Linked DNA regions of Mus musculus: region 2 is linked to region 1. Evidence: chromatin contacts called from public promoter capture Hi-C data. All regions are on one chromosome and are shown on one strand. Each heading gives the region's core, a stretch centred on a gene start, on an enhancer-like site or on the middle of the called end of the contact. The rest is flanking DNA. Distances are from core to core; before and after follow the strand shown. Region 1 overlaps Prkce (protein kinase C, epsilon). Region 2 holds the start of Atp6v1e2 (ATPase, H+ transporting, lysosomal V1 subunit E2).

Evidence for each region. Promoter capture Hi-C pulls out the DNA fragments that hold promoters and counts their contacts.
Region 2: a promoter capture Hi-C map of hippocampal neurons shows a contact between it and region 1, with 2.3 times the contacts expected there. The contact joins the promoter of Atp6v1e2 here to the enhancer-like site in region 1. A contact is called at or near these places in 4 of 39 promoter capture datasets (the C10 cell line, hippocampal neurons, liver and 1 more) and 1 of 115 datasets of contacts at active chromatin or transcription factors (astrocytes).

What each region holds. Positions count from the first base shown.
Region 1 is chr17:86,226,851-86,230,470 of GRCm38.p6, reverse strand. All of the region lies in intron 1 of Prkce (protein kinase C, epsilon), which reads right to left. It overlaps Gm52296 (a long non-coding RNA gene), which reads left to right. Exons shown (of 2, transcript XR_003952295.1): 1 at 1-766; 2 at 978-2,319. Among named protein-coding and RNA genes, the nearest start is that of Gm52296, 15 kb to the left of the region's middle. Within about 2 kb of position 1,425, at least 28 of the 459 cell types and tissues checked have an H3K27ac peak or open chromatin away from gene starts, as enhancers often do. A contact at or near this core is called in hippocampal neurons, where this site is marked.
Region 2 is chr17:86,946,492-86,950,101 of GRCm38.p6, reverse strand. It overlaps Atp6v1e2 (ATPase, H+ transporting, lysosomal V1 subunit E2), which reads left to right and starts at 2,215. Exons shown (of 2, transcript NM_029121.3): 1 at 2,215-2,258.

The DNA.
Region 1 (3,620 bases), core at 176-2,675:
GTCACGTGGTAGGGCAGTTAGCCTTGGTAATCAGTCACGTGGTAGGGCAGTTAGCCTCGGCAATCAGTCACGTGGTAGAGCAGCTATCCTCCGCTGGTGGGGACGGTTAATGCCGTAAGAGCCAAGATAGCTAGAACTCTGGCATGGTCCAACACATCAGCTTTCTGGGTTTCACTTTAGAAGGCCTCTCGAGAGCATCAGCCTGGTTAGAACAGCTGCTACCCTGACCTGGCAGGGACAACTGAGTGTGCTCGGACCGTCCACAGTCACCCAGTCCTGACCGGACCTGGAGGCCTCAGCACAGTTTCCTCTTTCAGAAATGGGGGACCCAAGTCCTTCCCCCTTCTCGCATACTTTCCATACTCAAAAGGGACTCCGGGCAAGAGCACAAAGCCAGAAGATACAGCTCAAAGAGATCCAAACTCCACCCTAATTGCACGGTCCTGGCTCAAGCCAGCTTCTCCGTTTCTGAGACTGTTACACTGGGGTGACAGAATATGCTCCTTCCATCATGGGAGAGGCTGGAGACCCAGATTCATCCCGCTCCGAGTTTGTCACCTTCATCCCATGGCCAAGACAGCTCCGATGGCTGACGCAAGCCAACCAAAAGGGAATGCTTGGCCAGGAAGAGACTGTGGATGGGCTAAGAGGGTCCTTTCATCCACATTCCACTAGCCATAAGTTAGCCATGTGGTCATACACTGGGCATAAGTCAGGTCACGTGACTATAATGCCAGCAGTAAGGAGTCTGGACAGGGGGAGGATGGTGAGTTTGAGGACAACCTAGGCTTGTGGAGGGAAGGCAGGGGAAGGAGAGGAGAGGGGAAGGAAAGAGGAGAGGGGAAGGAAAGAGAAGAGAGGAGAGGAGTGGGGAGGAGTGGGGAGGGGAGGGGAGGGGAGGAGGGAAATGGTATATTCCAACTCTTTCTGAGATGTAGATAGGCTTCAGTAGCCACATGTGCTACCTTTGTTGCCAGAGACAGTGACTTTGCGCCACACTATTTGATGGTCCTGGACTGGAGCCTCCAGATAAGTCAGCAACTACCTCTGTCCAAGAAAATATCAAAGGGAGTGAGTCTCAGCCCTTCATGTCCAGTATCTGGTACGCAGAAAGGGTGGCGGGGATGCTTTTTGGAATACACTTTGAACTGGATGCAGCCCTCTGCAGTGCCTGCCTCTTACAGTACTTGCCAACAAATGAGGCCCACGGTGTGTGTTTGCTGACCTGGAGAAAGGACGCAATTGTAACCTGTAGGTCAGTAGGCCTGACCACTGATGTGGGAGGCTGGAGCTGGGCTGACTGGAGGATCAGGCCTGGGATTCTAGATCTTCTCCCCAGCTTGGCAGCCAGGAACCAAGGAGAAGGGAGAGTCAGAGCCACCTTCCCATCCCCACCGGCTCTCGGCTCTCACGTCAGAGGCAGCCGCTCAGCTCGCCTGTGTGGGAAGCAAGCAGGAGCTGTTTCCATTTTCTTTCATATTCATCACGAACTGTGGCCCACAGACAGGAGAAGCCACAGAAACAATGTCCATCCCCCCTCCAATGATCCTGGAAAACCGAGGCTAAGAGGGGGCTGGGAGCAGAGGGAGCACTTTTGACATCTGTGGGCAGAGCTGGAGGAGTGGGGGGAGCAACTCTGACATCTGTGAGCAGAGCTGGAGGAGTGGGGGGAGCACCTCTGACATCTGTGGGCAGAGCTGGAGGGGTAGAGGGAGCACCTCTGACATCTGTGAGCAGAGCTGGAGGAGCAAAGGGAGCATCTATGACATCTGTGAGCAGAGCTGGAGGGGTAGAGGGAGCACCTCTGACATCTGTGGGCAGAGCTGGAGGGGTGGAGGGAGCACCTCTGACATCTGTGAGCAGAGCTGGAGGAGCAAAGGGAGCACCTATGACATCTGTGAGCAGAGCTGGAGGGGTGGAGGGAGCACCTCTGACATCTGTGAGCAGAGCTAGAGGAGTGGGAGGAGCACCTCTGACATCTGTGGGCAGAGCTGGAGGGGTGGAGGGAGCACCTATGACATCTGTGGGCAGAGTTGGAGGAGCAGAGGGAGCACCTACGACATCTGTGAGCAGAGCTGGAGGGGTGGAGGGAGCACCTCTGACATCTGTGGGCAGAGCTGGAGGAGTGAGCACCTCTGACATCTGTGAGCAGACACAGCCTCCATGAAAAGAGACTAGCAGTGAGGGAAGAGCAAAGGCCAAGACCTTGCTATCCATTCACTGTGTGACCTTGGGTCAGTGACACACTCTGCCTGCCACCAACTGCCCCCTCACCCCATATGTCAAAAGGAGATAATAAAAGCTGTTCTGAAGTTAGAATGAGACAGTCAATGTTTAAATGGTTCTGAAAAGCATAAATCTCTATGTGAGGATATAAGGTGTGACCTGGGTGGGTAAAGGTAAGGGCTCTTACCCTTCCTGCCTCTCCATTGCATTCAGATGCTTGCTAACAATTGCAACTCTCAACTGGGATTCTGTCTTGATGGGAAGTGCACACAGAAGCCTTCATATTCCAGAGATGGCTCTATAGCCTGATCTCGACTGCCCTCCAAGTCCTGCTGGGAAGTGATGGAGCCTTTAAGATCCAGGACCTAGCGGGAGGTGGCCAGGTCATTAAGGACAGGTGCCTGATGAGTACTGTGGGACCCTGGTCTCCTCCTCTTTTTCTCTTTGTTTCCCAGCCATTAAAGGGGTAGATTTTCCTTCTCTGTACTCCCACCTTGATGCCCTAACTCAGAGCAATGTGGCCAACTGGCCATGGGCTCCACAAGTGTGAAGCCAAATAACCCCCTTCCTCTTGACACAGCAATTATCTCAGGGATTTGCAGTCACACCAACAAGTGGGGACTGGGACACAGGCCTGGCAAGTGCCGAGTCACATGGTCTGAGCTGGCACTGTGGGACTGTGAAATAATGAGCCGTGACCCACAGAGACTTCCACTGAGCTCATCAAAAGTCAGCGCAACTCTTCAGACATGGGTGTGGGATATGATGGACTACAAGGAATGTAGTCACAATGTCACAGAGTTCTGCTGACAAGATCCCTTCTCTAGAAAAGGTTCCTAGTTCCCAAGTAGAAGCAGGAAACAGACTCTATTTCCCATCAGCCTAGGGGAGGTATACTAGGTTGTTATAAATCATAATGTAAATATTTGATATGCAACCCCTATAAGAGGGTTGTTTGACTCTAAAAGCATCAAGACCCACAGGTTGAGGACCACTAAAGCAATCCTGTGTAACACTTTTTTTGCAAGTTATAAAAGCAGCTGGGACCCGCTATCTCCCTACCGGACCACAGCCTTTCCATTCCAGTTTCCATAGCTTCCCATCCCATCTAAACCCCTAGATTTCACTTCAACAGGTTTCTGCAAGTGAAATCCTAATAGGGATGTTTCATAGTCCTCAAACCCTGTCAAGTTCAAGGACCAACTTCTAAGACCAAAGATCCTTTCATCTGCTCCAATGACCCCTGGCATGGAGTGAACAGGGACAGAGAGCCACGCACACACAGGCATCTAACCTGGAGCATCTGACGGCCGGCATCAAAGCCCTGCTCAGCACCCAGGCTCAGAACCATCTTCAAAAAGCCCTGGGGTCCCAGCAGCCACCGCAGTGGACAT
Region 2 (3,610 bases), core at 966-3,465, 720 kb before region 1:
CACAAATACAAAATCATGAGTTCTGAAACGTCCCCTCCGTGGTCACGATAGGGCCTTCTGTGGGGCTGTCAGCATTCCTTGTTAAAAGATTCATTTCTTTCTTTTGCGTGTTGGTATGAACATGCCATGCACATTATCTGAAGGCAGGGGACAACTTGTGGGGGTCTGCTCTCTGCTTCCATCGTGTGGCCCTTAGGGACTGAACTCAGGTCATCAGGTTTGGTGGCAGCCACCTTTACCTACTGAGGGGTCTTGGAGACCCTTTATCCTTCATTTCTTGACTTGAGCGATAGTTTCCAAGTATTTGCCTGGTAATAACTCATTAAACTGCACATTTGCATTCTGTGTACTTTTTCTGAATGTATGTTGTAATTTGCAATGTAGGAAGATGAGAGAGAGAGAGAGAGAGAGAGAGAGAGAGAGAGAGAGAGAGATTGGAGAGAGCATTTTTCCTGACTCCAAGTCCGATCAGTGAAGCAGCATCCATCTGCACCTGCCTCGATGGGGTCCCCGGACCTGGGCTCAGCTCTGAGTTGTCACTGTCCCCACTGAGACACAAACACTTCCACACAAAGTAAGTTAGTTTTTAAACAAGGAATGTTGGCCGCACTGCGGTCGTCCTTACTGTCACTGACTGTGGAGGGCACATTTCAGAATTCGTGATTTTATATTTGTGGGTGTCATTTTAAAGAGGAGCCCAGAGGCCCAAGAAGCAGTGTGACTCAAACTAGATCCGAAAGTGAAGGTGAGATTTAGACAAGTGAACATTTTACTTGAGGGAGCAGTGTGAACAAACATTGCTAAGTGGAACTGGACTTGTGCATTTGGGGTCTGAAGCAGCAAAGAGACCCTGCTATTGTGTGTGGGGTAGATGCTGGGAGTTATGTGTGCCTTAGAGATCTGATCTGCTGGGCAAATGCCACTTCCAAGGCCTTGTGCAAAAGCAATCATGAGGTTTCTCAGTTTGGTTTGCTGTTTTGCTTAAATCACAGGCCAGTGTGAGCTCATAATCTCTGTCCCAGACAGGCAGAAAGTTACATCTGCCAGACACGTGACCTGGATACCGAGTTCCTGTAGACACATTTGCTCCAGCCCCGAATTTCAGCCCGGCCCATCCAGGCCTGAATTTCAGCCCAGTCCACCCCACAGCTGCTTCCAAGTCCAGTACCAACGAATGCTGGTGCCCAGGGAGGGAGCCACAAGGCTTGTGGACTGCAGCATCAGGAAGGGGGAATTGCAACTAGCTATGAGATGATCCACCCTCACCCCCAGACCAGGGCCTCGGAATTCAGAACTTTACCCACTATTTCTGAGAGTCTGGCTGTGTCTGGACTGGGGACAAGGACACCGAGACATGTTAGAAGAGTCCGTGAACTCCAGACAGGGTTACTAAGTTTAACAAGGAGGCCAAGCTAGTGAGAGTCAGGTCTGCTCTAGATCCTTTATGTTCAAACAGGGGCTGCAATGTGAAGCGGCAAATAGGGTTGTCCGAGGCAATTAGCGTCCACGAAGACCGACTCTGCGTACCACTATGATAAACCCTCCCTTTCATTTAAGGCCACGCTATGTAGATGCTGTCACGTTCCATTATACTCCTGAGGAAGCTGGGGGGGCTGGGGGAGGGGATCCGGCTGCTTCAGCAAAATCACATGCGTGGTCAGTGAAGAGCGGGGTGGGAGCTTCAGGCAGCCTCACTGTGGAGCCTGCACGGTGGAAGCTGGCCCTGTCTGGGCATGGAGAAGTGCCTCCACCATGAAAAGAAGCCCAGCAGCCTGTGATAGGAGTGCTCTCTTAAAGACCATCTGGTGAATTGTCGTTAGACGGCTTTCTCATTAAACAGCCTTCCGATTTGGCTCCACAGGCCAAATAAGAGAGGCCATGACCCACCAGCACGGCAGCTGTATTTTTCATTAGTAAATTAATAAACTGGCTGACTGGGTCTGTACACATGTCAGTTAAGGGAAGCCCACCCCAGAGTGGGGCCAACTCTGTGCCTACTTAATTGAGATTCTGAGCGTGAAAGACAAGCCCAGCCACAGTCCAGGTGCCAAGGAACCCTCTCTCGGACTCTTTGTGGCAGAGCTGGCCAGCCCTCCGAAGGGGTAGACTGGCTCTGTGAATTCGAGCTGCCTGGTCAGACGGCCGTAATCATCTGTTCAGAAGGGTCCGCAGTGCCAGGTTCCAGTGAGCGTTCCAAATTCCACATTCTGTGTCAGACTCCCGGCGCCAGACCAAAGGCAGCTCCTGGCATGGAAGTGGTAAGGGCTCAGCTAGAGTGTCTATTCCTCCACACATGTCCGGGTGTCCGACATTTCACACCCCTTACCCTTCATCTAGGGTGGCTCCCAAAGTTGGTGACCTTTGGAGTTACTCAGGGAGCCTTTTTTTTTTTTTTTTTTTTAAAGACAGGGTTTCTCTGTATAGCCCTGGCTGCCCTGGAACTCACTTTGTAGACCAGGCTGGCTTCGAACTCAGAAATCTGCCTGCCTCTGCCTCCTGAGTGCTGGGTGCGCCACCACGTCCGGCTTTCGGGGAGCCTTTTAAAACTTATTTCATCGATATGTCTTGTGTAGGAGCAGGGAGTGTTTTTGCTCTAGTCATAAAAAACCTTAGTTTTCAAAAGTATACCTCCAAATAACATAAGATAAATAATATGCTTTTCAGAAAGATTATCTGATTTAGGAACTTGCTACGTGGGTCTAGTCAGCCTGGGACTTACTCTGTGGAAAGGCTGGCATTAGATTCACAGAGATCTGCCTGCCTCTGCCCACCAGGAGCTGGGATCAGAGGCTTGAGCTGCCACACCTGGCTGTTTTGAGAATTTAAAATTACGTGAATGTGTATCAGGGCACAGGTGTGAAGCTAAAGGAAAACTGACCAGAGCTGGGGTCTTCCACCATGTGCGTGCCGTGGATTGAACTCAGATCCTCAGGCTTGGTGGCAAGTGCTGTTACCCACGGAGCCATCTTAGTAGTCCTGCTTATGCTTTGAATATCTTTCTAATTCAATTGTTCTTTAGCTCTAAAAAATTATTTAGTCCTTTTTATATTTTGGATATTCTTATTTTGTTCATATATTTTCCTGAGCCTGATGAGATTTGAGTTTTTAAATCAATTTCTTTGATAATTTCATATATGTATATAATACATTCTGCTCACAGGTATCCCTTCACCCTCCTTACGCTCTGTGCCCACACCTCCCACTGTGCCTCCTGTCCTCTCACCAAAGCGTCACCATATTTTCTTGACTTTTAGTTTTGTTGATTTTACTTTGTTTTTTGTTTTGTGACCCACTGAGTTTAACCAGATCACTCACGTGGGTGTGGATGGAGTGATGTCACTCGTGGGTGGCGGCATCACTAAAGAAATGACTTTCTGTCCTGCAGCAGGTCAGGCTTCCGCTAGCTTCCCTGGGTGTGTGGGACCCCACTGACCCCTCCTCTGTCTAAGACCGAATGCTCGTGAGTTCAGTCTTAGGTGGGCCCCATACAGGCAACTACAGCGGTTGTAAGCTCACTAGTGCCTTGGCCGTATCATGCCATTGGGACAGCATTTTATGGCCCGAGTAGGGAAGATCTTTTAACGTCTTCTGTTTTCATTTTTGGTTATTT